Regions from separate parts of the Sus scrofa genome. Here all the other regions are linked to region 2. Evidence: chromatin contacts called from public promoter capture Hi-C and targeted proximity ligation data. All regions are on one chromosome and are shown on one strand. The core of a region is the stretch at or near the end of the contact, and the rest is flanking DNA. Distances in the headings are between cores, read along the strand shown. Region 1 holds the start of DCAF8 (DDB1 and CUL4 associated factor 8). Region 2 holds the start of IGSF8 (immunoglobulin superfamily member 8). Region 3 holds the start of COPA (coatomer subunit alpha). Region 4 holds the start of PEX19 (peroxisomal biogenesis factor 19). Region 5 holds the start of TAGLN2 (transgelin-2). Region 6 overlaps DCAF8 (DDB1 and CUL4 associated factor 8).

The links. Promoter capture Hi-C pulls out the DNA fragments that hold promoters and counts their contacts.
Region 1: a targeted proximity ligation map of alveolar macrophages shows a contact between it and region 2. A contact is called at or near these places in 2 of 5 promoter capture datasets (fetal liver and liver), 11 of 47 Hi-C or Micro-C datasets (embryonic fibroblasts, fetal heart ventricle, heart right ventricle and 5 more) and 2 of 2 datasets of targeted methods (alveolar macrophages and skeletal muscle).
Region 3: a targeted proximity ligation map of alveolar macrophages shows a contact between it and region 2. A contact is called at or near these places in 1 of 5 promoter capture datasets (liver) and 2 of 2 datasets of targeted methods (alveolar macrophages and skeletal muscle).
Region 4: a contact with region 2 is called in a promoter capture Hi-C map of liver, with 5 times the contacts expected there. A contact is called at or near these places in 1 of 5 promoter capture datasets (liver), 11 of 47 Hi-C or Micro-C datasets (embryonic fibroblasts, fetal liver, heart right ventricle and 6 more) and 2 of 2 datasets of targeted methods (alveolar macrophages and skeletal muscle).
Region 5: a promoter capture Hi-C map of liver shows a contact between it and region 2, with 4 times the contacts expected there. A contact is called at or near these places in 1 of 5 promoter capture datasets (liver), 4 of 47 Hi-C or Micro-C datasets (heart right ventricle and liver) and 1 of 2 datasets of targeted methods (alveolar macrophages).
Region 6: a contact with region 2 is called in a targeted proximity ligation map of skeletal muscle. A contact is called at or near these places in 4 of 5 promoter capture datasets (fetal liver, fetal skeletal muscle, liver and 1 more), 17 of 47 Hi-C or Micro-C datasets (alveolar macrophages, brain, embryonic fibroblasts and 11 more) and 2 of 2 datasets of targeted methods (alveolar macrophages and skeletal muscle).

What each region holds. Positions count from the first base shown.
Region 1 is chr4:90,211,909-90,216,913 of Sscrofa11.1, forward strand. It overlaps DCAF8 (DDB1 and CUL4 associated factor 8), which reads left to right and starts at 3,010. Exons shown (of 13, transcript NM_001244434.1): 1 at 3,010-3,165. It overlaps PEX19 (peroxisomal biogenesis factor 19), which reads left to right. Exons shown (of 8, transcript XM_021089574.1): 8 at 1-1,400.
Region 2 is chr4:90,390,503-90,395,474 of Sscrofa11.1, forward strand. IGSF8 (immunoglobulin superfamily member 8) reads left to right here and starts at 3,112. Exons shown (of 7, transcript XM_003481424.4): 1 at 3,112-3,421. The coding sequence starts at 3,136.
Region 3 is chr4:90,140,198-90,145,308 of Sscrofa11.1, forward strand. COPA (coatomer subunit alpha) reads left to right here and starts at 2,432. Exons shown (of 33, transcript XM_001928707.6): 1 at 2,432-2,904. The coding sequence starts at 2,865. It overlaps NCSTN (nicastrin), which reads right to left and starts at 2,737. Exons shown (of 17, transcript XM_001928786.4): 1 at 2,555-2,737; 2 at 991-1,095. The coding sequence starts at 2,639.
Region 4 is chr4:90,194,968-90,199,886 of Sscrofa11.1, forward strand. It overlaps PEX19 (peroxisomal biogenesis factor 19), which reads left to right and starts at 2,071. Exons shown (of 8, transcript XM_021089574.1): 1 at 2,071-2,207; 2 at 3,626-3,735; 3 at 4,151-4,316; 4 at 4,799-4,884. The coding sequence starts at 2,138.
Region 5 is chr4:90,564,469-90,569,435 of Sscrofa11.1, forward strand. TAGLN2 (transgelin-2) reads left to right here and starts at 1,804. Exons shown (of 5, transcript XM_003125672.5): 1 at 1,804-2,129.
Region 6 is chr4:90,255,501-90,260,242 of Sscrofa11.1, forward strand. It overlaps DCAF8 (DDB1 and CUL4 associated factor 8), which reads left to right. Exons shown (of 13, transcript NM_001244434.1): 10 at 212-342; 11 at 4,090-4,209. Among named protein-coding and RNA genes, the nearest start is that of PEA15, 18 kb to the right of the region's middle.

The DNA.
Region 1 (5,005 bases), core at 1,760-4,259, 180 kb before region 2:
CCTTTTAAATAAATCTTGTTGGATTTTCTTTCTCTCTGACCTCTACTAGTTGGAATGTCTCAGGATTAGAGGGCTTAGTCTCTAGTCTGCTTCTCTTTTCTTCCACATTAACTAAGTGAGTGCTCCCCATCCAGTGGCTATTGATGCCATTTATACCTTAATACCTCCCCAATTTACACCACATATTGTTTCCTATGAACTTCAGATTCGTATTTCAGTTGTTTACTCATTAGCTCCATTTGGAAATCTGATAGGCATCTCCAGTTTAACATGTTTAAGGTAGAACTGGACATTTTTCCTCCACCAAAATCTCCTCCTGACCACCCCCCACCTCAGCCCCCAGGCTCTATCTCAGCAAATGGCATTACTATTTGTCCTATTGCTCAAGTTAAAAAAAAAAAAAAAAAAAAAAAAAAAAAAAAGGAGATCTCTTGAATCTTTATCTTACATCCCATATTCAATCTATTAGCAAATCACCTCTGCCACCTTCAGAATACATCCTGAATCCAACCACTTCCTACCACTTCCACTGCAATAGTCTTGCAGGCCTATTGCTTGCAGGCTGAGCAATAGATTCCTAACTGGTCTTTCAGCTTCTGTTTTGCCTCCCTGCAGGTAGTTCTCAAAGAATCAAGCAGAATGAATCTCTTCATTTGTAAATTAGATCATGTCACCATGTCACTCTCACCCAAAACCCTCTATAACTTCCTAGTACTCTTAGAATAAAATCCAAAGTCTTCTCATTGGTCTGTAAGGGATCTGACTCCCACTGTGTTTCTCCAAACTAATTTCCACCTGCTCTTTTTTTTTTTTTTTTTTTTTGTCTTTTTAGTGCCACACCCATGGCATAAGGAGGTTCCCAGGCCAGGGGTCTAATCGGAGCTACAGCTGCTGGCCTATGCCACAGCCACAGCAATGCAGGATCTGAGCCGAATCTGTGACCTACACCACAGCTCACGGCAACGCCAGATCCTTAACCCACTGAGCAAGGCCAGGGATCGAACCCGAAACCTCATGGTTCCTAGTTGGATTCGTTAACTACTGAGCCACAACAGGAACTCCCTACCTGCTCTTTTGCCACATTGGCTTCCTTGTTATTCTTTGAATTCACCAAATGCACTCAAACTTCAAGTCTTTTTATATTGCTGTTTCTTCTACCTGGAAGATTCTTTCCCCAGTGTGTGTGCCTTCTGTATCACTTCAAATCTTTGTTTGAATGTTACCTCAGCAGAGGGGCCTTTCCTGAACCTCATATGTAAAAGAGCATACCTACTCAAATAACCCACTTTTATCCTGCTTTATTTTCCTTTTCTTTGCTCCTTATAATCTGTTCTGTGTGTCCCTCTTCCCCTTACACTCCCAACCCCTGCATCAATAAATAAGTTCCATGAAAGCAGGAATCTTGGCTTATTTTATTCACTGCTGCAGCCTCAGTACATAGAAGAAGGCCTTACATGTAGCAGGAATTCAGTAACTGTTGGTGGCATAAATGAAAGAATGGTAGGGCATTAGTTACTTTGTATTCTGGCCCTCTTGGGTGTTGGGGTTACAAAGATGAAACAGACATAGTCCCTGCCCTTATAGAGCTTATATTCTAATAGTACAGTTAGATTACAAATACATACTTATCAGAGTTCCTGCTGTGGTGCTACGGAAACAAATCTGACTAGTATCCATAAGGGTTCGGCTTTGATCCCTGGCCTTGCTCAGTGGGTCAGAGATCTGGCCTTGCAGTGAGCTGTAGTGTAGGTCGCAGACACAGCTTGGATCCCTCATTGCTGTGGCTATGGCTATGGTTGGCAGCTAAAGCTCTGAATCGACCCCAGCTTGGGCACCTCCATATGCCACAGATATGGTCCAAAAAAAAAAAAATCTCCCATAAAAATGTAATAATAGATTAAATGTTATGGTAAAAAAATTATGAAAAAGTACAGAGTTAGAGGACAGAGAAGGATGGTAGTGCAGGATACCATTTTAGTTGGAATAGTTAAAAGCTGATTGAGGAAGTAGCCTTTGGGTAGAGATGTAATTAAATGGACAGAATGAGTCTAGTAAAAAATACCGTAGATGAACATTCCAAGAAGAGGGAACAAGTACAAAAGCCCTCAGGCTGTCCATGCTTTGGTTGTAGTGACAAGAAGAAGACCAGTAAGGCTAGAGCAGAGCTAGGTAGTATGGGAGGAAATGAAATCGGAGAAATAAGTGCCATGTCGTGTAGGGCCTTCCTCGGAAAACCTCTTGATCATTTAGATTTTTAATGTACAATGAGAAGCTTTCGGAGGTTTTGAGCATAATACTATGACCTGGCTTACGTTTTAAAAGGTCACTCTGGGTCCTTTATTTAACTAGTAGGGCAATGATGGAAGTGGACAAACCAGCTAGGCATCTCTTGCAATAGTCTAAGTAATATATAATGACATAATAGGATGGTTAGCGGTAGAGGAGGTTACCAGGGGCCTCACACCCTAGCCTTCTGGGCAAAACGCCCCTGGCCCGGCAACTGGGAGTAACTTTTTCAGGGGCCTCCTGCATGCTTCCTTCAGATGTCAGACAAGCAGAGGGTACATCATCTGTCCCAGTCTTTGGAACCTTCGACACACTACCCCCCTTCAAAGAGCTTCTTGAATAGCTTAGCTGCACCTCAAGCTTCTAAATCCCTTCTTTAAAAATGGGTAAATGGAAGCTCGGGGCGGGGCGGGGGGGGGCGGTAAATGGGTCTCGAGGGTAAAGCAAGCACTTAAGATCCTCAAAGGAAATGGAGTTTTCAGAAGAAATCTGGAGAAAACTGCTTGTTCAGAAACAGGGCAAACATGAAGGTCGCCCAGGAGTTTGCCTGCAAACCCGTCAGAAATGAAGTTGATTTAAACCACAACTCTGAAAGGCCTTTAACTCTATTTAAGTATCACGAGGATCGTGAAGTCTTCCAAACAGTACAAAAACAACTTCGCCTTCTCAGTAATGCGCACGCGCCGCCCGCTCCGTTTTCCGTTGGGCTTAGGCCCGCCCCCTATGCGTCCTCGGTGGAGGGTTGGGAGCCGAGAGCTCGCGCGACCACTTTTCCCTCAGTCTTCTCCAGCACATCGTCGCAAACGGGGCCGGAAAGCGTGGCAGCGCAGGCGCAAGCGCAGAGAGCGGAGGCGGTGGTGGTGGCGGCCGCTGGCCAGTGTAAGATGGCGGCGGCGTTGGTGGCGGCAGTGGACGGGGCGGCTGGGCCTGGAACAGTCGGAGCAGCCGCTGGCAGAAGGATGACCCAAGACGGGAAGCGGGCTGCAGAGTCTCGCCGGCTCCCGTGCTTGTAACTGCCCCAGCCGGACACCCCCCCCCTTTGACCTACCCGGTCCGTGTCTCGTTCCGGCTTGGCCTGGCCCCCTCCCCCTTGCCCCGTTCCCCTTTAAGATAGGTTTGACTGCTTTCTCGAGCTCCCAGGGCTCAGGTCTGCTCCTTCTGACCCGAGTCACCGCCGGGAGGAGTGGCTGTCCTTTTCGCAGGTCAGCCCCACGGCTGCCCCCAGGAGCATGCCCCGCAATCCACGGGGACGTCTTGCCTTGTCGGGTGACCCATTTGTGTGCGCTTTTCCCCTTTAGATTGGGGGACGCGGCTTGCCCTGCGCTTCCCCGTCATCTCAGGGCCACCGCGCTGTGTGCCCCCTCCCCCATCCCGAGTTCTCGGGCCCAGCACCTTGTACGGAAGGCCGAGGTCCAAGAACCCTGGAGTCAGTTGTTGCCGTCTGTTCCTGTACCCTTGTAATGTAATTCCCTTCACCCCTAAATCTTTCAGGGCACCGTAGAACGGTCCCATTTGGTCCCTGTTAGTTGGAAAGCATCTAGTGGCTTGAATTTCTGACTCATATGATTGTTGCTGGAGTCTCTGTAAACAAACCGGCACTAGCGCTATCACGTTCTCTCCGGGATTTCCCCCTGCTCTGTGGCTTGTTGAGAGGTTTGGTTATGGGTTGGCGTTGAAAAGATTCAGGTTTTCCTTTTAAATGACTTACGTTTTAGTGGAGCTGGGAGATTACTTGCCTGGTTCATTTAATTTCTGTAACTACGTAAGTTACTTGTTCAGTAGTCATAAATTACCGTGCTTCTAAATAGTCCTGAGGAGGTCTAAAAAAGTACTAACATGTATTCATAAATATGTTTTTATTATGTTTAGTTGAAGAGGCACCCTTGCCATTTAAACTTTAACTTTTCTTAGTCCTTCAGTGAATCTACAGGCCTATTTTCTCAGGAGCTCAGCCTGGCCCTACTTCAGTGATAAAGGAGGAAAGGTGAGTAGGAGTTGAAGGCATTTAAATTCCTCAGTCCAAGACAGACCCTACCCTGGTGCCCAAGTGCTGACCACTAAAATTATAAAATTCCTACCACAATTTCCCAAGGAGTTAGGGTATTGTTCTTGGCTTTGTTCCAGCTCTGGTTAAATTACGTTTACAAGTTTAATTGGCTCTGGGCCTCTTGACTTGAAGTCCTAAACTATTGCTGTATATCTTCAAATGACTCCAGTTAAGCATAGAAATGAATGTGTCTCCCTCTTCATTCGTTTGCTTTGTGTTGCCTTTGTGCAGATCATGTTTCTTACACTATTAAAAGCTGGGCATTAGTTTACTGGAGTTCTGCTTAGCCTTTTGTCAATCAAGTCTTTTTCCCTTTCAGGGCTTTGGGTTGTCATTTCTTTCTGTTTAGAGGAGACTGTTTAGCTGCCTTTAACTAAAAGTTAGGGAGTGGTGCTTAAGTTCAGTCCACCTCAGAATTCCAGCTTTTCAGGACATAGTGATAAATTTTGGGTTTTTAAAAAAAAAAAAAAAAAGAGTGGTGCTCTTTTATATCTAATCTGAAGAATCCTTGTTGAACAGAATACTGCACGTCAGCATCATGGGCCGTTGCTAGAGAGGGAATTGGGACATAGTTGTAATTTATGTAAGGGTCTTGGATTTCTGGTAGCAGAGAATAGTGCTATGGTTGAGGTTCATAGGATGTGACAGAAGAGCTGAGTGGCTCTGGAAGGT
Region 2 (4,972 bases), core at 1,862-4,361:
CCCTCTGATGTGGGATATGACATCCAGGAGAGGTTCACCAAGGGACAAAAGATAATTCTGCTGAAACTGGGTAATCTGACTCTTTTTTTTTTTTTTTTGTCTTTTTTTTGCCTTTTCTTGGGCCGCTCCCACGGCATATGGAGGTTCCCAGGGGATCCGAGCCACGTCTGCAACCTACAACACAGCTCACCTCGCCGGATCCTTAACACACTGAGCAAGGCCAGGGATCGAACCTGCAACCTCATGGTTTCTAGTCGGATTCGTTAACCGCTGAGCCAAGATGGGAACTCCCTGAAATTGGGTAACCTGATTCTTGATCAGTGACACTTTCAAGGAAAGGTTATGATTAAAAGAGGGAAATGTGAAAATGAACAAAAGGAAAACTATGTCAAAACGGAGTCAGGAACCCATGAAGGGAGGACTCTCATGCATATGTCACTCACCACAGCTTACAGATCCCAGCAGGAAGAAAGAAAAGTTCCTTCTGAGCAACAAGTTGCTCATCCCTTGAAGTCAACGAAAAAGAAAACTGCCACAGCCCTCCCCAGGTTCCTCCTAATCCAACAAAAGCTGACCTTCCCTTGGTCTTTTCTCTCTTGCCTATGGTTCACTACAGTCTGTTCCTCTCAAATTGCAATTTATCTGCTGTTCCTGAACAAACTCATTTTGGCTAGCTTAAGAGCTTGTTATTTTATTTTATTTATTTATTTTATTTTTTGTCTTTTTGCCATTTCTAGGGCCACTCCCGCGGCATATGGAGGTTCCCAGGCTAGGGGTCCAATCAGAGCTGCAGCCACGGGATTCACAGCAACGCGGGATCCGAGCCACATCTGCAACCTACACCACAGCTCACATCAACGCCAGATCCTTAACCCACTGAGCAGGGCCAGCGATCGAACCCACAATCTCATGGTTCCTAGTTGGATTCGTTAACCACTGAGCCACGATGGGAACTCCAAGAGCTTGTTATTTTATTTTTAAGATCAGCATGTCCCATAAGTGGCATCTATGATGATGATGAAGATGGGCAACATCTCTCATCTCTCAAGCATCACGAAGGCATTATGTCCACTCCACCCCTAAATAAAGGGAGAGTGACTTTCCTCCAAACGCTTCCCTACACTTTTCGGCTTTCACACAGCTCAATCTGGCCTGTGGATGAGCTTAAAAGAAATGAATCTGGAGAAATCAGGCTGCAGGTATGCCAAAATAGGGGGAAAAAGAGACCCTGGAGTCCTGTTCCTAGGCCATTCCTAGAAGTATTGAGAGGGGAGGGGGGACCTCTGATTCCCTCAAGGGTTGACAGCATTTTGATTCAGAATTTCTCTGGTCTCTCCAGGATTCTTTTTTTTTTTTTTTGTTTTTTTGCCTTTTCTAGGGCTGCATCAGCGGCATATGGAGGTTCCCAGGCTAGGGGTCTAACTGGAGCTGTAGCTGCCAAGCCCACGCCAGAGCCACAGCAACGCGGGATCGGAGCCACGTCTGCAACCTACACCACAGCTTATGGCAATGCCGGATCCTTAACCCACTGAGCAGGGCCAGGGATCGAACCCACAACCTCATGGTTCATAGTCGGATTTGTTAACCACCAAGCCATAATGGGAACTCCTCTCCAGGATTCTTGAATATGGCTTCAACTGAGCACCTCATCTCATCGGGCACTGTGCCAGGATCAGGGAAGAGAAAGTCAAGGAAGATCTGGTCTGCCTTGGGCCACTTCCTCTCTCGGGGCCTGTTTCCTCTTCTGTAAATCGGAGTGAGTGAAAGGGTTGGGGGATGAGTGGGGACAGATGGAAGTTTGAGGATGAAAGCTCTGGGGTTAGTCCCTGTGGATGGCCACTTGGACATCCTGGCTGTCCCTTTCCCCTTTCTGACCCCACCCTTCCAGATCCTCCCCACATCCCTTTTTTTTTTAGCTTTTTAGGGTTGCACCCACAGCATATGGAGGTTCCCAGGCTAGGGGTCCAATCCGAGCTACAGCTGCTGGCCTATACCACAGCCACAGCAACATCAGATCCAAGCCGCATCTTCGACCTACACCACAGCTCATGGCAATGCCAGATCCTCAACCCACTGAGAGAGGCCAGGGATCGAACCCACAGCCTCATGGCTCCTAGTCGGATTCGTTTCCACTGCACCACAACAGGAACTCCCCCACTTTTTTATAGTTGAGGAAGAGACAGAGTTCCCAGGAAAGAAGTCTTTTCCAACCTCCCACCTCTGGGGCAGGCCCCACTCCTCCCAGTGCAGAGTGCTGTCCATTTCTCTTCACTGGACCTAGGGGCTCCTTCGCTTAAACCCCAAGCTCACCCTCTCTTTCGGTCTGAACTAAACCTCACAGCAACAGTTTAAATAATTCAACCCCCCCCATCTCCTATTTAGTGTTATCCTGTGCCAAGCACCTTGGTACATTATCTCAATTAACGTCACAAAAATCCTTTGGGGTGGACGTCATCCACTTCAATTTGCCAACATGAAAACAGGCTGGAGGAGGTTGAGCAACTTGACTAGGATCGCCAACCAGGAAGTGACGGAACCCAGCCGGCCAACCCTTCTAACTCACTTCCTCTGGTTCTGCCCCGAGGGGGTGGCAAACAGGTCTCCAGTGACCTTGCGAAGCCATGGAGCGTCCTTGAGCCCAGATCCTCCTAGTTCCATAACTCCAAGGTCCCGCCCTTCCCCATTTCGGCAGGGTTGGCCGCGAGGCGTAGAGGCTCCGGGAAAAGAGCTTGATTCTAAGTGTGCAGCCGCAGTCACCTCATTGACCCCAGGGGCCCCTGCACCCAAATCCTCAGGGAAAAGCCGAAAAGTGCAGGGTACGAGTACAACCTGCCAAGCTGACGTGGATGTGGCTAAACCCAGGTGCAGCCGGCTTCCGTGGGCTGGGGTCGGGGCGGAGCCAGGACCCAGGGGGGCGGGCCTGGATCGGGGTCAGGGAGGAGCTGGATAGCGGGGCGGAGCCTGAACGGGGGCGGGCGGAGTCCGGGCGGAGGTCCAGGACTAGGGTCCAGACACACCCAGGGATCTGAGCGGGGCCAGGGTCTGGAGGGGTCGGGGCGGGATTGGGGACCCGGGCGGGGCTAGGCGGGGGCGGGAGCCGAGGTCGGGGCGGAGCCTGGGTAAGGCCGGGCGGGAATGGTCTTTCCAGTTGCAGAGGCTGGAGGCACAGCAGTAGGAGGAGGAAGGGCAGGGGGAGGAGGGAAAAAGGAGGGGCCTAGGCTGCTCCCGCTCCGCTCCGCTCAGCTCCGCGCACCCACGCCTCGCTGCTCCGCTTGGTGCCCCTCACCCGGGCATGCGCCCCCTGAGCCCCCGGCCACCCAGAACCCGAGCCGCCCCCCAGAGCCTCCCCAGAGCTCGTTGCGCAGGATGGGCGCCCTCGGTCCCAAGCCGCCGCCGCCGCCGCTGCTGCTGCTAATGCTGGGTAAGCCCGGCTCCCAGCCCCGCCCGGCAGGTGCCTGCTACCTGGTGTCCAATCCTGCCCGACTCCCCAGCACTTCGGAGCCCCTCGCACCCGCCTCTCCATCAGCCTCGCCGGGCCTGGCGCTTAGCTGCCCTGTGAGGCCGCCGGCCGAGCCAGTCTTGGGGCGGGCGGCGAGTGGGGTGGCAGGCGGGGATTGAAGGCTCCCCCAGTTCTAGGCCCTGGGCTGGGGCACAGTGAGAACCCAAAGAGGTGCCACCCCCAGGGACCTCCTGGCCTCAGAGGAGCAGGTCCCACTTCTTAGCTGGCATGCTCAGGTCTTGGGGTCGCTGCGCCCAAATGCTGCGACTCCACCGCCTCACACTCAGCTCCAGGCCCAGCCTGAAGCTCGCCTGCGTAGGCAGTGCCTGCCCATCTCCGTAATTGCCTGAGTTGGCTGGAGGCCCAGGGGCGGGTTCTGCCCACGCTCTTTGAAGGAAGTCTCCCCTAATTGCATCCCCCACCTCAACTTCATCAAAAGTTGAGGGCAGTTCCATCTCTATCCTGGACCAGGTCTCCCTTTGCCCCTCTTTTCCTCTCCTAGATGTCCCTTGGGTCTGTAGCCTCCCACTGGTTGTCACACCCTCTTAGTCCCAGCTTCTCTGCCTCTGGAGAAAACAGGCTCTGTGGAGACTGATGCTGAGATCTCCAAGCGCCCTTGTGGCTGTTGTGCGTGTTCTCGGTGGGGTGTCCTGGGCCATTGCTGCACAGATGCATGCAGGCAGTGCCGGTGGAAATGTTTTGGGCCTGAACTGGAGGAGGCTCCCTGTAGGGGCAGTCTGGGGAGGAGTACCGTGAGACTGCTTGTACAGATGTTCAGGAAACTGAGACCCTTGAAATAAGAGCACGGGGTTGGGGGGGTGGCTTTGGTGCCAGGATTCGGAGCTGCCATAGTTACCGCAGAGGCTGACGTAGCCCCAGCCACTTGTTTCTAGATCAGAGCTCTATCACAGTGCCGAGCAGCCTCCCTGTACGACATAGGTCCCTGGGTCCTATGGGACTAGAATGAGTCGTCTCCTTGGGGGAGGCAGGAGGAGGTACAGAGGAAGGAGCTGCACAGCCTGGTTGCCTAGCACTCAGCCCGTTTTCCCCAGTGGGCAGCGTGGAGCAGAGAGGAGCCCAGGGGAAGTGTGATGCGGAGACAGAAGAGCCTGCTGAATACCCACTGCACACAGGGGCGCTTACTTTCATTTTGAAGATGAGGAAAATGAAGTAACTTTCCCCAGACAACCCATGTGATGAATGTTGAGGCTCAGATTTGACCCCCATCCATCTGACTCCAAAGCAAGACCCTGTTCTTCTTTCCCTCTTCTGCTGACACAGAGGGGCCCCAGCTGGGGAGAGAGCTGCCTGGCAGCTGGTGTCCTAAGGCTGTGGGGGTGACTTTCCCATGGGGATCTCCAAGCATCAGCAGTCGTGGAGCCAGGGAGATGGGAGGGGCCCTCCTGAGCGGTGTCTGCCCCAGGCCAGGGAAGGTGTCAGCTGGCTGTGTCCGCCATCACTCTGGTTATGAAA
Region 3 (5,111 bases), core at 1,182-3,681, 250 kb before region 2:
ATCCCACATAGCTGTGGCTCTGGTGTAGGCCGGAGGCTACAGTTCCAATTGGACCCCTAGCCTGGGAACCTCCATATGCTGTGGGTACAAAAAGACAAAAGAAAAAAAGTAGTCTAACTTTCAGCTTCATGCAGTTATGCTCTAACCATTTTTATGGGAGTAATCAAATTCAGAGGTAACCAACTTGATGATGAAATCAAGATCTGACTCTAAGTTTCCTGCTTCCCTGCAAAACTATGCTCTGACAGAGCTACCACCCAAAGAACAAAATCTGAAGATAATAGGTTAAGCAGCAAAGGAACTGGAAATTCAGGCTTTAGATAACTTTTTTCCCCTCTCATAGTTTTATAATCATACCATGTGGACATGGTAGCTTGTTTTGGAACACATTTACAAAACATAAAGATAAATCCAAATACTTTAATATTTCCTCTTGAAACCATTTGGCTTTCTCAATGCCTTCTTTTCAAAGAGTTCACTGCCTTAAAGAAACCCATCTTGGTTCCAAAAAGATCAGAGTGCAGCTGATGACTGGACTTCATAGAATATGAGGCTTTTTTCTCCTTAGAAAAGAGCATAGCTCTGTAAATAATCTACTGGGTGGTTATGAGTCCTGGCTTAGAACCTCAGACCACCAGGGCTCATATCCTAACTTTATCACTTAATAGTAGGATGATCTTGGAAAAGTTACTCAACTGCCCTAAGTATCAGTTTTATTAGTTGTAAAATGGTGGAAATTAAAAGAACTATTTCATGGGGTTGCTATGATGGTTAAATGAGATATACATGTACGGAGCTTAATATGTAGCATTTACCAAATGTTAGCTCTTATTAATTATCTCACCTGGTTTGACAAATGGTTCTCTATCACCTAATACCCACACAGCCTAATTTGTCTACTGAGACTCCCAAGCCAGACTTGGATCATTATATCTAGGACACAGATTGAAATATCAACAGCCAGGAACACAAATCCCAACCTCAACTCACACTGGCAGCCAATCTGATGAGTGGCATTGAGCAGACGGACACAGGGAGCTGTTTTATTTAAAGGGATGTAGATCTTCCTCTCCACTGAGTTTCCTTTGCACAAGCCTGATCAGAAGATAAAAAGTGTTAGAAAAAACTTAAGAGACATTGGTACTAGCCTCTACCATGTCATAAATTTGTTGTATGGCTTGGGTATATTATACTTTGTAAAATGGGACCAATATCTATTTTTTTCACCTCTTGGGAACATTACTGGAACAAATAAATGCACCCAGCTATGTATCACCGAAGGTTATTACATATTCCACATAAAGCAACTGACATTGAAGCTAAAAGATGGAAAACTTGACTTGTCAAAGGAAAGACCTCAGATATATCTGCCTCTGGTTGCATGGATGACCCCCACTTCTGCTTTTCGATTCTGTATTGCATATTACTAATTAGTTAAAAGGATGCCAGTCTTAGAATATAGATTACAATTTAAAAAACTTTTCTGAAGAGTTTCTGTTGTGGCTCAGCAGAAACGAACCCAACTAGTATTCATGAGGACACAGGTTCCATCCCTGGCCCTGCTCAGTGGGTTAAGGTTCCAGTGTTGCCATGAGCTGTGGCATAGTCCAGCAGCTGCAGCTCTGATTCGACCTCTAGCCTGGGAACTTCCATATGCCACACCTGTAGCCCTAAAAAGAAATTTTTTTTTAATTTAACAAAAATAAATAAACATAAAAAAACCTCAGACATTTTTCCAAGAGTCTGAACAGAACTAGGAGAAAGCTTATGCCACACACCCTGTAAGTTAATCAAACATCAGTAGGTCATTTATGTGTGCCCACGACGTGGGACAGCTAGTTTCTCCTCTGGGGATCTTTACAAACAATCTCAATTTCGGGGAAAGCATCATCATGGTTATAAACAGGCATGTTTGTATTTTAGAGTTTAACCAATCAGAAAACCACATACCAGAAAATAAATGCGTGGAAGCAAACACCTGTGCACAGTATAAAAGCCTAAAGTTTCTTGAGTCCTTATCTTACAAACTAAACAGTTGAGAGTACCAATATCTTACCTTAGTCTCACTTTACTGATGGGACAAACTGAGGCAAAGCACCGGGACGGGGGTTTTATGGTGGAATCAAGAAAGAAACAAGATAACTACCTTCCCAAGCGCCGCAATGCACACACAGAACCTGGCGCTTTTATCTTAAAAGTCTAAAGGCGCTGGGGAGAAAGCTGAACTCGGACACTTGTCCTTTCTGATTGTGCGTAAGGTGGCTGGGGCCGTGGGGAAAGGAAGCATCCGAACAAAGTGGGAAAGAGTCGGGCTGGAAGTCCAGGAAGAGGCCTGGAGGAGGAAATGGGTCGACACGAAGCGCCACGGGGAAGAAGGGACCTTCAGGTCCAGGCAAAGGGGGAACTTTTGTCGTGGGAACGAAAGAGAAAGGGGATTTACAGGGTGGGGGGACAGAGGGGCTGCGGGGACCAGAAGGTGGACGGCGGCGCTCGCTGTTGGGCAGATCGGAGGATTCTCCTACAGAATGGAGCTCACGAGCGGGGGAGGCCTCACCTGCAAGAAGAACGCAGAAAGGCAGAAGGCGAAGGAAACTCCGACTTCCCGGGCCGGCCACAGAGCCGCCCCCAGCTGTGGCCATCTTGCCTCTTGGTTGAGCGGAAGCCTCAGTTCCCCTCTTGTCCGGGAGTGGCCTCTCTAGGCAAACACTGGCGCCGTCTCTGTAGCCCGAAGCTCCTGGGACCGGAAGTTCGTGTCTGAGGAGCTTCCGGGAGTCGCGGCAGAGGGACGCTGACGTGGAGGCAGCCGTAAGGCGGCAGGGAGTGTCAGGGCTCGGATTAACAGCTCGGAGCCAGAGACCGGAGGGATGCTAACCAAATTCGAGACCAAGAGCGCGCGAGTCAAAGGTAGTGGAGAATAAAAGGGAGAGCACGGAGACTGGGTGTCAGGGGAGGCGCTGTCACCGGGGACAAAAGGGAGGATAGAATTGGGCCCACCGTTCGAACCCTGAGGAAGATGGTACCGAGGGAGGTTAGGCCTGGCGGGTGGTTCACCTGCAACCCTCTCTCTTGTGGCGTGCCCTCGGGATTTGATTTTCCGATAGCGCGCTGTAAGAGGTCCCTTACGCCCGCTCCCTATTTCTTTTCCTTCCTCTCTCCAAGGTCTCTGCTGCGACTTTTATTCGGCTCCCAAGGCCCTGTGACCTGTTGACTTTTTGATGACTGTGCTGTAGGGAGTGGCTCTGGAGATTGAGTCTCGACCTCTGCTATTCATGTGCAAGTTTAGTTTTTTCGCAGAAAGTGCACTGGCCTCCTCTCTTAAGGTCTTGACTGCACCACACCATATCAACATCCTTGCCTCCATTGGGTTCTCTTTCCTATCTGGAAACAGGATATTCTTAAGTCTGAATTTGAAAAGGTTACCAGATAAAATAAAGGATGCCTATTTGGATTTGAATTGTAGATAGAAAGCGAATAACTTTTTAGTATTGTTCGTGGTTTATCTGAAATTCACATTTAACTGGGCAGCTTTATTTTTGTTTCTAGAATATGACAACTAAAGCCTGTGGGTGGAGGTGGAGGGCAAACGACTGAAATTGCATTAGTAGTGTCTTAGAATGTTAGGATGAGAAAGGCAGAAATTTGTGAAGAAGATATGTGTATTGAATATTTAGTAAGATGCAGCATAGTAAAGTAGTTAGGAATTTGCTGTTTGGAGTCAGATGAGCTTACTTGAAACATTTGCTAACAAACTGTATGACTTCGAGCAACTTAACATTTCTAGATCTATTCTCTCGTCTATAATATGTGAATAAGTAACATTCTTTTATAGAGAGAATTAAAGTAAGAAAGTATATGAAAAGTGGGAGCATGATAATGTGAGAAATTAGAATGTGTACATGTATGTGTAACTGGGTCACCATGCTGTACAGCAGAAAAAAAAATTGTATTGGGGAAATAACTATTAAAAAAAAAAGAAAGAGAGAAAAGTGACTAGTGCAGACTTGGTAGCTCAAAAACTGGAGGCCATTTTTTCTTTCTTTCTTTCTTTTTGTCTTTTTTAGGGCCACACCTGTGGCATATGGAGGTTCCCAGGCTTGGGGTCAAATTGGAGCTGTAGCTGCCAGCCTACACCACAGCCACAGCAATGCGGGATCCAAGCCACATCTGTGACCTACACCACAGCTCACAGCAGTGTCAGATCCTTAACCAACTGAGTAAAGCCAGAGATTGAACTTGCATTCTCATGGATGCAGTCTTTTTGCAATCAAATAGTGTTTATCAAAATGTGAAGTGCACATACCCTATTTCTGAACAATCTCGTTTCTGGTCTTTAGCCTAAGTCAGTAATAATGCATATAGGCTAGATTATGTGTGGAAACATCTTCATTAGGTCCTATTTTCTGGTAGATAAAAGTTAGGGGGAAAAAAAACTTAAATTCCTATTGGTAGAATAATTTAAAAATAATTGTACTTTGCAATTATTAAAAAGAACAAGGGTATATTTATATATACTTAAATGTAATGCGATCCATTATATGTAGTTAAGTGAGAAAAGAAATTTGCAGACTATTATAATATCTCCATTATCATAAAATGATATAGATTGCATTGAGAACCTAAAAGGATACACGCCAAACTGTTAGCAGTTGTTACTTCTGTGGACATCCATTTCCATTTATGATGAGTAATAGAGACTGAGTTTACCTTCCAACCGTAAATGCCTTCACAACTGAACAAAATGTGGGAAACAAAGGTTTTTCAGACATTGGACAACAGACAGTGCAAGAGAGTAAGTCTTGAGAGAAAGGAAATAAACAAGATGCACCCCATGATTGTTTTAGCTTACTACCTGGAGAGAGTTTTCAGGCTACAGTACAGGGAAGGGGGAAGAGCCCTGTGGTATCACTGAGGAGACACAGGTTAGAGTTCAGGGAAACCAAGACAGCTAAAATTTGTTGGGCTGCACAACAGAAGAGAAAGCTGCATAGAGAACTCTGGAATTCTGCAGGGGATCCTGTTAGGCCATTGAGTACTAATGTGCACTTGCGTATGAGGAAATGACCCAAAGCCTGGGAAAGAACCACTGGAGAGGAGAAGGCATAACAATCCCT
Region 4 (4,919 bases), core at 821-3,320, 200 kb before region 2:
ACGTGTACCTGCAATAATGATAGCCATATTAGAGATACACATGTAAGCAGTATGGAGTTGAATGAGAAAGTTAGCCTGGAATAAATGTTACCAATGTTGAGAAAGGTTAATCAGAGAAGGATTCAATTATAGAATTTTAGAATTGGAAGTGATCTTAGAGTCGCAACTTTAATGTTACATATTTGTAATAAGAGGCTTAGAGTGGTGAAGGGATTTGAACGAAGCAATTTAGTGATAGTTGGGACTGGAATTTAGGTTTTCTGACTTCTAGTTCAGAGTGTTTTCCCTCAAGTCACAGACTGGCACGTGGAAGAATACAGTAAATTTTGCACAGGTGTGACTTTTAAAGTCTGCTCTATATGTCAAGGAAAAAGTAAGTACCTAATCTGGTGCTTGATGCAGTACTCAAGCGTGTGTTTAGAAAGCTAAGGATGAAAGTCATGAAGTGACTTTTTTCAATTAGATGTGACTTCTCCCTTTTAAACTTTATGGTACTTTATCCTTACTTCTTTTAAGACACTTAACCTTGCACCATACTTACTGTGTATGTCTAATCCTACCACCAGCCTAATCCCCAGTCAACTGCTTTACTGCAAGAGTGCAGCTTGACTTATCTCTCCATCCTCCACTATGCCCAGCGCAGGATTTTTTAAAATGTTTTTTATTTTTTTTGGAGTTCCCCGTCGTGGCTCAGTGATTAACGAATCCAATTAGGAACCATGAGGTTGAGGGTTCAATTCCTGGCCTCACTCAGTGGGTCAAGGATCCGGCGTTGCCATGAGCCGTGGTGTAGGTCACAGATGTGGCTCGGATCCCACCCACGTTGCTGTGGCTCTGGCGTAGGCTGGCGGCTACAGCTCTGATTAGACCCCTAGCCTGGGAACCTCCATATGCTGCGGGTGCAGCCCTAGAAAAGACAAAAAGACAAAAAAAAAAATATTTTTGCTACACCCGCAGCATGCATAAATTCCCAGGCCAGGGATTGAACCGGAGTCACAGCAGTGACAACACCAAATCTTTAACCACTAGACCACCAGGGAACTCCTAGCACAGGATCTTAAACAAGAGTAGATGCCTTGTAAGTGCTAAAATAGGTTTTCCTGAGGCAGTTGATGCATTCTGACAAATCTGAATAGAACAATTCCAGAGGAGGGAAGGGAAGTCTGGAGTTGTCTTTTATCTGAGCATCCCCCAACTTCATTGGGTTGAGTCCTGTGAAGAGAAAAGACAATAGGTCAAAGAAGGCAGGTTTATTACTACTGCATTCCAGTTGCCCTCTTCACTTAAGTCCAAGGTCCGAGAGTCACTTACTCCCTGGTTCAACTAACATTGGGTTCTAAGTTCTTGTGACATTTCTAATGGAGAATACAAAATGAGAGCTATCCACTAGATTCTGCAGAGAAGCATGCCTCACTAGAGCCTTGGAGAGCAAAGAGCAGCCAATGAGTGCCCACTAAGTTTTGGGCCCTAGCCAAGGAGCCGGGGTTACAGCAGTGAAGACAAGAGATGAAATCCTTTCTGTCATGGTGCTTTAATTCCAAGGAGCCTGGGGGAGAGACAATAAAGATAAATCAGTAAAATATGTAATATGTCAGATAGTGGTTAAGTGTTGAAAAAAAGAGGCGAAGTAGAGAGGAAGCATCTGTAAGTGTATGGGAGGGGTTGCAATTTTATTTAATGAGGCCAAAGAAGGCATTTCCGAGAAGGTGGCATTTCAGTAACATACTGAAGAAAGTGAGAGGAAAATAGCATATTGGCTGTGCCATAACTGTCTTACTGATTATACATGCATAGCTTTTAGTTTGCACGCAATTTGTCCCAGTCGACCTACCCGCAGCTCAAAAAAATAATGAAAGGCCCAATTCTGTAGGTAATGTGGGCAGTTGAAAGAAAGGAGGCCGGGCCAGTAAAAACCCTGACAGAAGATAACAGTAAATTCCCCTCTGTTGGTTCAGTGTTCCCGGAGAAAGAGGCGGGGAGAGGGGAACCCCAAACAAAAACAAAGGTTCCTGTACCTTTAAAAATGGCGGCCCCTCGGGCCAACAATATCATTGGTTGCACGAGGCAGGGGGGCAGGAACTGGGGGGCGCACGGCGCCGCGCAGTCCCGCCTCCTACGGCAAGTCGGAGGTGGCAAGATGGCCGCCGCTGGGGAGGGTGGTGGTGTTGGGGCTGAAGCGGACCGGGAATTGGAAGAGCTTCTGGAAAGTAAGAACCCGTAATAGAAAAGGCCTGAAGGGCGGGAGGTGTGAGGACGCATTCAGGGGGCCAAGTGAATCCGAGATAAAGGAGGCGGAGCGGGAGAGGCTCTTCAGAGGTTGGGCGGGGGCGGAGGGTCTGACTGCGACCCCCTAGAAAATCTCTAGGTCACCCTCTCCTTCCTCCTTGGCGGAGGCTGAGGATCGCATTTGCGTCCCTGTGCGGCCTAGACGGTTGATCTCCTTGCCGGAAGGGAAACTAGTCCAGAGGACGATGTTTCGGGATCCCGCTCCAAACTCCCCCTACTTTAGTAAGTTCTTGGAAGCCTAACTTTCTTCCCGCCAGCAACCACATTCGGTGCTCGGTGGGCAGAGAACTGGACACCCATGGGATTGCCTCCATTAACTCTTAGCAAGCCCGAAGCGTGCCTTTATGTGCAGTATCCTGTCCTCCTTAACACAAAAGACACGTCTTTTCCTTTTCCCAGACCTTTTTCGCACCAGGCTCCTTTCCAATTTTTTCATCATTTCAGAGCTCAAACCCATTCCTATCTCTTTAATTTGAGAACCAGAGTGAGACTGCCTCAGGGGAAGGCAGTTCACCCTCTCGAAAGTGGGTGGCGGAACTTTTCTTCCTTAGCCCCATCCACCACTCCTCTTTTGGTTTCTTGCCCAGAGTGGGGCCAGTGCCCTACCCCTAGGCCTGGCAAGCAGGGTGATGGTGAGGACACAGGCTTTTCAGGGAAGAGGTGAATATTTTTTGTCTCTTGCTGAGTCACAGAGATGTGAGCAGGTGGAAAGACGAACAGAAACGGTGAGAAGTGCCAGGCGACTGTGTGAATTGGCAGACACGGGTGTAGGCAGAGATGAGGCCAAAGGGAGCTCTAGGAGCTTTGGAGAGGGAGAGCTAAATTGAAAGATAAAAGAAGAGAATTCAGTGCCCTCCAATGGTGTGTAATATGGAGTCTCTCAGCTTGTACAAGGACCTATGCGAAGCTAGGTGAAACATCTTGTGGCTTCTGCTCTCTTGCCCAAGATTACTCCCTTGAGGGCTCCAGAGTGAGTTCAGAGGGTTAAGGACATCTGGTCTCTGCCTCCCTTGGATATTTGCATGGGATTTCTAGGGAATCATTAAAGTATGGCAGAGAAGGCACTGTGTCGGTGGAGGTGTCTCTGCAAATCTTTTAACTCTTCTCCTAACTCCAAGAGAGATGCTTGTTCCACCTTGAGGGATGTCTTCCCCTTTATCACATTAAATTAGACAATAGGTAGGGAAGTGGGAGGCTTATTGAGGGGTGGGCTGGGAGACTTTTAAAGGAGAAAATTTTAGGAAAGTTGACAGTTTGTACTCTTAATGTTTTGCCCAGAAACTCCCAACCTTTCATCCTCATCCATCCCCAAAACACCCCATGTTTCTTGTCTCTGAAGGTGCTCTTGATGATTTCGATAAGACCAAACCCTCCCCAGCACCCCCTCCTACCACCACGGCCCCTGATGCTTCGGGGCCTGAGAAGAGATCTCCAGGAGACACTGCCAAAGTATAAATTCCACTCGCTTAAGGGATGGGGAGGGGATGGGCATGCAGCTCTGGGCAGAGGTGGGGAAGGCCCCTGTGGGCCAAAGGGGAGTTGGGGGAGGGTGCCTTGGCCTTACATTGCAAAGTGCTCTTGCAGGCCTCAGTCCTCATGAAACAGGAACTTGAGATTGAGGGGAGGGATCTCAAGGTTAAGTTCCTTAAGAAGAGAGCAGATTTAAATGGTTGGATTGGGAATGCCACTCCATACCCTTCCCTCAGTGGCCAGATGCCTTTTTGCTGTCCTCTTTAAGAGAGGTGGTCAATGTCCAGTGGAGGTGAGTAGGAGGGGAGCACTACATTTCCTAGAGCTTCTCTCAGAGGCCATGTGCAGTGAGTTGCCAAGTAAGAGATGCATTTTGGTCACATCTCCCCTGCAGGATGCCCTCTTCGCCTCCCAAGAGAAGTTTTTCCAGGAGCTGTTCGACAGCGAGTTGGCTTCCCAAGCCACTGCAGAGTTCGAGAAGGCAATGAAAGAGTTGGCTGAGGAAGAGCCCCACCTGGTAGAGCAGTTCCAAAAGCTCTCAGAGGCTGCTGGGAGAGTGGGTGAGAAGGGGGCCCTAGACAACTAGAAATATCTGAACAAACCTCTTAGGTCATTGTTTCTTGAGAACACCAAAATTTTTTTGTAAAGTTGATAGTAATTATGATATCACTGCCATCACAACCATGTCACTGATATCACTGAAGGGAGGAGATGGGAGGAGAAATGAGACCCTGTTTAATGAAAGGGGTAGTTGGGAAATGATAGTTTGGGAAGTAACAGATGAAATTATTGACAGCTGACCATTTTAAAGGTCACAGTGTTAATGTGGGTGTCACTGTGGAGAACAGACTGACACACAGTCCACATAGATTTGTGAAAATAACTGTGGAGATAACCATAGAAAATTCAAAGATGTAGCGTGCCAGTGATTCACTAATAAATGCTCCATATTCAAGCTGGAGTATTCAAGATTGACCAGGTCAGTCTAGGCAAGCAAACAGTTGAAATCAGAAATGGCCTTGACTCTTTTTATCTCTCCTAGGCAGTGATGCGACTTCCCAACAAGAATTCACTTCTTGCCTAAAGGAGACATTAAGTGGACTAGCCAAGAATGCCACCGACCTTCAGGTGAGGGGAAAGAGATAGGGAACCACAAGGGGCCC
Region 5 (4,967 bases), core at 554-3,053, 170 kb after region 2:
AGATACTGAAGTAGAAAGTACAAAAGTCATGTCTTTGCCCTCAGGGGAGTTCTTTCTAGTGGATGAAGCAGGCAAGCAAAGAAATAGTCACAGGAAGTTCCCGTCATGGCACAGCAGAAACGAATCTGACTAGGAACCATGAGGTTGCGGGTTCGATCCCTTGCCTTGCTCAGTGGGTTAAGGATCCGGCCTTGTCGTGAGTTGTCATGTAAGTTGCAGATGCAGCTCAGAACTGGCATTGCTGTGGCTCTGGCATAGGCCAGTGGCTACAGCTCCGATTAGATTCCTAGCCAGGGAACCTCCATATGCCGCAGGTGCGGCCCTAAAAAGACAAAAAGGCAAAAAAAAAAAAAAAAATAGTCACAGGATGATATGACAAGTCCTCTGACAAAGCTATGTGTTGGTTACTAGGGTAGCAAGAAGGAAGGAGTCAGCCAACAGTGAATGCTTACAGCTTGTGCTGGGACAAATGCTACCTCTGGGGTGGGCCTCTGCAGGCATCCTCACAGAAAGTGGGAGCAATGATAATAGCTGTCAGCTGAGCACTCACTGTGTGCCGGGCACTGCTCTAAGCTCTTCACATGTATCATTTAATTCTCTACCACTCTAAGGTAAGTAGTACCATTAGCTCTATTTTTATAGACCAGGGAGCTGGGGTGTAGAGCTTTAGTGATTTGCCCCGAGGTCACAAAGTCCATGAGGGGTAGGGCAGGTGAGAAGACAGTCAAGGGAAGGAGGAACAGCCTATGTGAAGGCATGGAGGAGTGAAAAGACTTGGCCTCCCAGGGTGTCAGTGTGCACTGGAATATTCAGGAAGGGAGTATGGGGAAGAGAGAATGGAGAAGTAGGAGGGCATTGGTTGTTGATGTCCTTAAAAACCAGCATATATGGGATCGTCTAACAGCTATGAAAACTCCACTGATGGAGTTCATGGCTCAGAGGTTACGAACCCAACTAGTATCCATGAGGACACAGGTTCGATCCCTGGCCTTGCTCAGTGAGCTAAGGATCTGTAGTTGCTGTGAGCTGTGGTGCAGTTTGCAGACACGGCTCTGATCCCACATTATTGTGGCTATGGTATAGGCTGGCAGTTGCAGCTCTGATTGGACCCTTAGCCTGGGAACTTCTATATGCCGCAAATGCGACCCTGAAAAGACAAAAAAATTTAAAAAAAAAACCAAAAAATAAATAAAACTACACTGATAGCTGCAAGCAGGGACTCCATCCACCACAAATGATGTTCTCCTCCACCATCAGAGATGGAGGAACTGCCAGCCTCCTCCTCCTCTCTCTCTTTTTAAGGGCTGCACCTATTTCATATGGAAGTTCTTAGGCTAGGGGTCCAATCAGAGCTGCAGCTGCCAGCCTACACCACAGCTCATGGATACTAGGTTTGTTGCCCCTGAGCCACAACGGGAACTCCCTGAGGGCTCTTCTTCTGATCCCTCCAGGATTTAAGAGATGCCAGGCCTTGCTGTACAGTGGGAAAATAAAAAAAATAAAATAAAATAAAATTAAAAAAAAAAGAGATGCCAGGTCATGGAGGAGGAGATGAAGGGGAAAAAGTCAAGTCTGAACCCTGGGTCCCAACACTGGTCACACCCCTTAGGCCCTGAGAAAGGAATGACTTCACTGTTAGTCTCTGCCCAGGCTTGAAGAAGGTGGGGAGCAAGACCAAGTCCGGGAGCTGTCCTGGCCTGCATGTCACACCCTAGTCAATTGTGGGGGGGTGGGTGGGGAGTGTCTTCCTGTGCCTCTGTTTACCTAAACATCCTTTTTAAACCAAGAGGCTTCTTCGCACGTAAAAAACGCCCTTCTTGCGCTAACCTAGGCAGAAAGTTTCCCACTGGGGCACAAGTTTACGGGTTCTAGGGTAGGTGTAGAAGTTCTCCAGGGCGGAGGCTACTGTCTTGAGATCCTTTAACCCAGGTTCTGGTCTCCAGCCCCATCTCTTAAGCACTGCCCTCCGCTTCTGCAGTGCGGCGCCTTTAAACCCTCTCGGCCTTGCCCCGCCTTTGGTCCGCCCCGTCCGAGGCGGGAGCCTGCTGAAAACCCCCGGCCCAGCCCAGGCGCTCCATTCGCGCGGCAGCCCCAGTCTTAAGTGCGCAATTCTCCTGCCTGAGTGAAAGGTGAGCTGGAGGGAGGGGGTCCGTCGGGGCGGGGGAGGGGGGATGTGCGCGGTCTCTAGGCTGCAGGAAGCCCGAGCTTGCGACCTGCTCCTGTGAGCTTGGGGACCAAGGGCTCGCAGGCAGGGGTCCGATGACTGCTCTGCCCCGCCCCGGGCTGTCAGGTCTGTCCTCAGACTCTGACCCCGCATTGTTGAGCCATGAGGTCAGGCGGTGTTGCGGGTGCATAGACGGGGCGTCTGTCTGGATCAGGGACGTGGGGACTGCGTCCCTCCCGCGGACTTCAGCTCCAGATCCGTGCTAGGGTGAGGAAAGGAGGGCGTCAGGGACTGGCCCCGAGGGACGGGGCGTACAGGGTCCCAGCGCCCACCCTGGCCCGCTCCGCGCCGCCGGGGCTTCCCGCGCGACCCTTCACTTCCTGATTCCAGGAACACGTGTGGGTGCTGCTTGCCCTCTGCGTCCCAGTCCTTTCTCTTTATTCTCCTGCAGATCTTTTTTCTAGGGACTCCGAGGCGCGGTTTGGAGCAAGGGGGCTCCGTGCGCGGGTCCCGCAGTGGCCTCCCCTTCCAGGGTTGGCGCCGGGAGTTAAAGCCCCAGTCGCCTTGAGGAGAGTCCCCTGATCTCAGACATCTGGGAGGCTGCAGCTCTGACCGCGCCCCGGGGTGCCCTGCCTGTAGGCGGTGGTGTTGGGGGAGGGTGGCGGCTTTCCCGCGCCTCCAGCCCCTACGGGAGCCGATGCCCCCACTCCTTGCCCCCTACTGCTGGGAAAGTCGGTGGTGGCCGCGGGCGGGCGGGCTGCCCAGACCACTGCGTCACCCCAGCGGCGGGCGGTGGGTGACTCATCCCAGTAACGGCCCAGGGTGTGGCGAGGGGGGCGGCTGTGGGGGCCGGACCAGCAGGACCGGAAATGGACTGCCGCCTGGCCTCCACCCCTTCACCCCGGCTCTGCAGGCCTCCTGGAGTCTCCAGGAGCCGGTACCCGTGAGATTCAGGGGGAAACGTGCTATCAGTGAGCAGAAGTGAGGATGGACTGGTGTGGAGATCCGGTGCAGGAGGCTCTCCTAGTTTTCTGACTCCAGAGCACCAGACAGAGGGCCGGTTCCCCGTTTCCAGCTTCACTCCCGAGTTCTCCTTCCTGGTCCACAGAGAAGACTTAAAACTGCAGAGGAGGCCAAGGTAGGGTGGGGCCAGCAGCAGGGCCCTACCTGCCCAGAATCCAAAGGGTCTTTGTCCAGTTGCACTTCTCCCCCCATCCCCACCCCCACCCTCACTCCACTGCCCCAGTCAATCCCTCTTTTGCCTACTGGGGACTGGCTTCCTTTTCTCCCCCCACCTCCCCTCACCCCCCATCCCCTCTCCCTCCAGGATTTTCAGGTATGGGGCTCACTTGTTCCCAGGGCATTTCATCTTCTCCTGAACTATTTCCTTAAGTCTCCCTCGCTACTCCCAAACTCGAATAACTTCCAGTCTCCTCCACCCTACTCTTAACAGCTGCTTCTTTGAGGAATCCCTTGCACCTGTCTGTACCTGGCAACTGCTCTGAAGGAGCCCCTTTCCCAAGGATCTGCCCCACCCCATGCTCAGAGCCTCTTCACCACTCCTGTGTCGAGTGGATGTTTCAGCCTGGGAGCCCCCACCCTGCCCCATTCCTGTGTTTGGTACACAGAAGCCATGGCAACAGCCGCCAAGTACCCCTCCTCCCCTGGTGCAAAGCCTGTGGCTTCCTCTTTGTGTAGTTTCAGCTTTCTCTTCTGCTCACTGACTCTTGATAGCTAGGGGAGTGCCTTGGGACAGCCCCTCAATCATAGGTCTCCCACCACCCTTGCTTCTGCCTGCTGCCTGTGGCACTACTTTTTGGAAGCAAGTACCCCATTTTGCCCTTTCAGGATGGTCTTAATGCCAATTCTGAATTGGGAAGTTCCCCTGTGTCTTCTCTGCTCAATGAATGGAGAGTCCCTTTGTCTGCCCAGTTAAACCCCAGCCAGGAGCCCTTGAATCTTCCCACCCCCCACCCCTGTCCCATCCCTCCGCCTTTTCTCTGTCGTCAGCCCGGGTCGGATGAGGTAAGCTTCCAGCCCAGGGCCTGGGTGGGGCTGAGGGCTGGAGTGCCGTTCGTGGCCCCTCCCCCTGTCCCAAGTATTGTAAGCTTGTGGGTAGGGGCTGAGGGCTGTTCCCACAGCTCTAGGCAGCTCTCTAGTTTACTCACAGTCAATCCATCCCCCATGCGGTGCAGCTGTCCTTCTGGACCCCCAGTGGTGGGCATCTCCCACACAGCTCCTCCCCACCCCAGTAGGCAACTGGTGACTTCCCTCTTTGAAGGGAGAGCCAGGGTGAGTCCCCTGGGTGTCTCTGGGGTGGGCCACTCCAGCTCCAGCAGCCACAGCCCCTCAGCACTCCGTCCACCCACCCATGGGGGTGGGGAGAATAGCTGTAGCCTGGCTGGGCCCGGCGGCTCCCCTCCTCCCAGAGCGCTGCCTTAGGGCTCTGGCACCTCAGGGTCTAGGCCAATGGCCCCAGAGTGGAGACAAGACACTGCAGCTGGAGGCTGTGACCTTGCCAGCTGTGTCCAGGCTCCAGAGTTTAGGAGGGGCCCTCAGTACCCATCCAGAGGTGGGTCCGGAAGGCCGACTCTGTCCTGCCCATAGGTGACACTGGAGAGGTCAGGCTTTTGGCTGGCCCTCCCCTCCTAACCCTGGTGTGCTGGTTAATCATTCTCCTGGTCTCTTTCCTGGGGCCACAGTGATCCCTGGGCTTCGGGCCCTCTTGGCTCCCTGTGGACAGTCTTGAGGCCCAGGTGACCCCAGGGAAGTGGCTCCCAGACTTGAGGTCTGGACATAGGGC
Region 6 (4,742 bases), core at 2,076-4,575, 130 kb before region 2:
ATTCATTTCCCCTGCACCACCATGGGAACTCCTGGTATGATTCTTGTTCTATTATACATACATAATCCTTTGATTTGTTTTGTGAAAGTGAAAGGAATTCTTTGGCTCTTAGCTGATTGAGATTTGTGAATAACTAAATTTCCTGTGAGGTAAATATATATAGGCTTGCTGCCAACTTTCATGTGGTCTATCCTTCCATTTATCATTTTAGTAAAAGGCGTCAATTTCTATGGCCCCAAGAGTGAGTTTGTGGTGAGCGGTAGTGACTGCGGGCACATCTTCCTCTGGGAGAAATCATCCTGCCAGATCATTCAGTTCATGGAGGGGGACAAGGGAGGCGTGGTGAGTATGGTGTGCTGGGCTTGCTGGCTTCCTCCTCTCTCCAGTCATAAAGGTAGGTTTTAGCAGGGCCACTAAAATCTCACTCTGACAACATAATACCATGTCTTAGAGGTCTAGCTAGCTACATAAAAAGGCAGCCTAGTCTGGGGGTGCTGTGGTTTTAATCGAATATTTTCCTCCCTTTCCTGTCTTATGCCCTCTGTGGCACTATTTATTAAGAAGAGAAAGGGATCTTAGAGAAGAACCTCTGACCTGAGTGAGCTATCTCTAGGCATGGACCTTTTCCAAAACAAAAATATTAGAGAGTTCAGGGCATACCATCCTACACAGTGTAGTAAGTAGCTAGTTAGGTGAATACAAGCTAGAAGGAGCATTTTTTTCTGACAGTTGGGAAAATCAGCGTATGGTCTGTACATTGATATAAACAAACGTTATATATGGAGAAAGAAAATTTCCCCCATTTTTTTGGACTGCTATACAACCTATGATCATATCATAGTCTGCCTATCCTTTGAGTTCTACAGACAACCTCATAGAGATGGGTGAAAAAGGAAGCCTGATGATCCTGAGTTGGGCAGTGAAGGGTGGTCAGCTCTTAAGATGTATCTGGCTAACTGTATTTTCCTTTTTTGAGACCTGGAGTCCAGAAGGACTCAGTAGCCTTCTATTGCAAGGTTTTTGGACTGCAGAAAATAATAGGCAACTTGGGCAACTACACTGTAGTGACTACTCAAGATAGTCTTGTTAAGAGCTTCTAAGGAATGGCTGAGACTCTCGGTCCGTCTTCCTTTTCATTCCTTCTAAGCAGTGGGGAGTTACAAGGAACCCAGCCATCTCTTAAGGAGGTTTATCCAAAGTGGTGTTAGAATTTAGAATGGTTCAGTGTAATCAGGATCCTGCTTCTTCTCTTACCCTGATGCGAGGCTATTTTAGATTTTCTTCTGGTTTCCTTTGAATTTGGGGGACCTGGGACCAGTATAGATCTAAGGCTTCTATGGCTCTATATAAGAGTATAGAACTTAAAGTTATCTCACTGTTGCCTGATTCATTTCCTACTCTTCCATAGGTCCTCTTCCATCATCTGCAGGGAACAAACCCAAAACACTGGAGCCTTAATGAGAATTCTGTAGTAGGCATATAATCACAAGAAAGTCAAAAGGGGCCGGTGAATCTTTTCTTCATCGTAAACTATTGTCTTGCATTCTGTTCCAGAGAGATGCAAGCCTGAATGCGCACCCCCAGGCCAGCACTTGTCCATTTTCCAGCCTGCACTTGTCCATTTTCCAAAATCACTCTACAGGCCAGTCTCCTTTCAGCTCAGCCAGTGCCAGGGTTTGGTAATTGATCCAGGTGCTCAGGTGGGGAGGGTATCTGCTTGGGATGGGTGGGGCCCCAGTCCTGAGTTTTAGTGGTTTTAAGACTGAGGTCCTAGAACAAGAGGTATAGAGATTTCACCCTGCAGCAAGGTTCCTGGCTTGTTCTTGCCTCTCTGTGAGCTGAATGATCCATGTGGTCCTTACCTGGCTTCTTTTGCTTTTTTGTGCTACCTTCCAGCAGTGGGGTCACCAGGCAACCAGCCTTAATGCAGACTCATTAGCATTTCTGTATCAAAGTAGAACTAGAAGGGACCTTTGAAATTATTGTCTACCTTGGCCAGGTCTCTTGATACTGTTTTTGGGTCAAACTCTAGTCCTTTCTTTGTTTCAATTCAGGTACAGGAGTACGGGATAATGTCAAAGGACAATCCTTAGTCTCCCAAAAGCAGTTTGCTCCTTTATCCATCCCTTGCGTTCCCCCAGCCCAGTCTTTGAGACCAGAGCTCTTTTCTCTGCTCAGACATTGTTGACAGTATAAACCCTGGCATTCAGACAGGTCAGGTGAAGTGACAAGGTACTCTGGTCCAGAAGCACTCCGTTGGTTCCCCCTGCAGGCTCTAACTGCGTGTAATTTATTCGCTCTCGCTCTCGCTCTCGCTCTTGCTCTCTCTCTCTCTCTCTCTCTCTCTCTCTCTCTCTCTCTCTCTCTCTCTCTCTCTCTCTCTCTCTCGCTCTTTTTTTTTTTTTTTTTTTTTTTGGTCTTCTTAGGACCGTACCCGAGGCATATGGAAATTCCCAGGCTTGGAGAATTGGAGCTGTAGCTACTGGCCTACGCCACAGCCACAGCAATGCCAGATCCAAGCCATGTCTGTGACCAACACCGTAGCTCCCATGGCAAGGCCAGATCTTTAACCTACTGAGCAAGGCCAGGGATGGAACCAGTGTCCTCATGAATACTCTATTTTACTGACATGTCAAGCACAGCTGGGTCAGAGTAGAAGGGTAGCAAGGGCTTATCTGAAGATGGAGGAATGAATTCAGGTTTGTACGTGTAAGTTGTCACATATCTTTTCGTAGTATTTCCTGGCAGTGGAGTTTTTCTGTCTAGTGCCTCCTCATGCTCCAGATGCTGGAACCTCTTCCACCTCTTTGCCTAAAAGAGCCCAAATGTAGACTTTGCAGTGAGCTGATATGTGTAATGAAAGAAGAACAAGGGAAAATGTGGTTTCTACTTTACTCAGACTTAGCTTTGGTGTTTTTTGAGAATTTGCTTATTTGTAAAATGGAAGACGAAGATCAGAAGACTGTAGGTCAGTTGTATTTTCCATGTCGACCTTGGCTTCCTATCAGCTGCTCTCTGCATGTGTGGGCAAGGCAGAGAAGGTTGGTCCAGAGAGAGCTAAAAGAGGCCGTTTGCCAAGGGTTGTTTTGTCCGACTGTAGGGCAGCTGCAAGATGGGACAGGGTGAGGTGAAGAATGGCTAAGACCACACCTTCTTCCTTCTGGGTGCTTTTCCTATCTATTCTTCATCTGACTAAAAGCCCCCAAATGCTTTAGCAGCTACATCTGGGACCAGCTCTTCCTGTGGGGATGAGAGCGGCCCTGCCCCGTCCTGCCCTGCCAGGAAGGCTGATGTTTCCAAGTCAGACAGTAGGGGGCATAGGTGCCTTTGGATAGAAGGAAGTTGCCCAAGCCAGAAAGCCTTCCACTCGGCTGCTGAAGTTCATTCCTCCTGCTTGGAGGGTGGCTTAGCTTGAAGTGATGGGTGCCCTAGGAAGCCGCCCTGCTGTACTGTGCTGTCCTATGGTCGAGGCTGTTGTGCTTTCATGGCAGAGAGCAGGGTGCTGGCCCCTGGGAGGTGCAGGGTTCTCAAGCAGATGTGTCTCCACTATCCCACCACTCCCCAGGATCAGCCTCTTCCCAGTCTGCGCCTCTTTCCAGTTCTAGTAAACAGTGCCAAGTGAATGTAATTGTTCTCTGAGTCTTCTCTAGGGGCTCAGCAGCAGCTGCTGCTTTTTTCATTTTTAAAAATTTATTTGCCACTTGGTGAAAGCCACTGAGGTGTTTTTTCCAGCCTTGGGCAAGTTGGAACTGTGGAATCTGGAGAGAATGAGGTCATACGGACCTCATTGGCCTTCTTCTGAAGCCAGCAGTATGCTTGGCCAGTCACCCGCCCACCCCTAGGGCTGGGTCTGGGGATGAGACTGCCCTACCTAAATGTAGGAAATGAGAGATAGGCCTGCTCTTATACTCCGTCTGTGCCCATTGTTTCTCTACCCTGAGGGCCCTTTGCCCTCGGGTCATGATGAATGGGCCTGCTTTCCCTGCACCTGATTTCATCAGGGTTTGTTGTTTGGTTCGAGGTGAGTAGTGTTTATTAAACGCTATTCCACATACTCCTGAGCCTGTGTTTTCCTTTCCTCCTGACCAGGTAAATTGTCTTGAGCCCCATCCTCACCTGCCTGTGCTGGCAACCAGTGGCCTAGACCATGATGTCAAGATCTGGGCACCCACAGCCGAAACTTCCACTGAGCTTACAGGGTTAAAGGATGTAAGTGGCTGGCTATATAGATTTCTTCTTTCTGCTTATTTGTACAGTTAGGAATTTTCATTGTCAGAGGAAGGAATAACCTGCTGTACAGTCCTTCAAAGGCACTTCTCTAACCCCTCCCCTTCCCCCACGTTCCTGTCATTGCCTCTCTAGGAACAGCCCCAGTGCTTCTAGATGATGGTAGGATGGGGACAGGAGACATTTTTTCCATGGATGAAAGTGGGGCATCCTTTTCTAATATGATCTAGTTATGCTACACTCTGTTAATAGTTCCTAAGGGAAGATTTTTTTTTTTTTTTGGTCTTTTTTTTTTAAGGCCACACCCCTGGCATATGGACCCAGGCTAGGGGTCTAATCAGAGCTACATTGACCGGCCTAGGCCACAGCCACAGCAACACCAGATCTGAGCCATGTCTGCGACCTACACCACAGCTCACGGCAACACCAGATCCGTAACCCACTGAGCGAAGCCAAGAATCAAACCCTCAACCTCATGGTTCCTAGTCGGATTCGTTTCTGCTGTGCTACAGTGG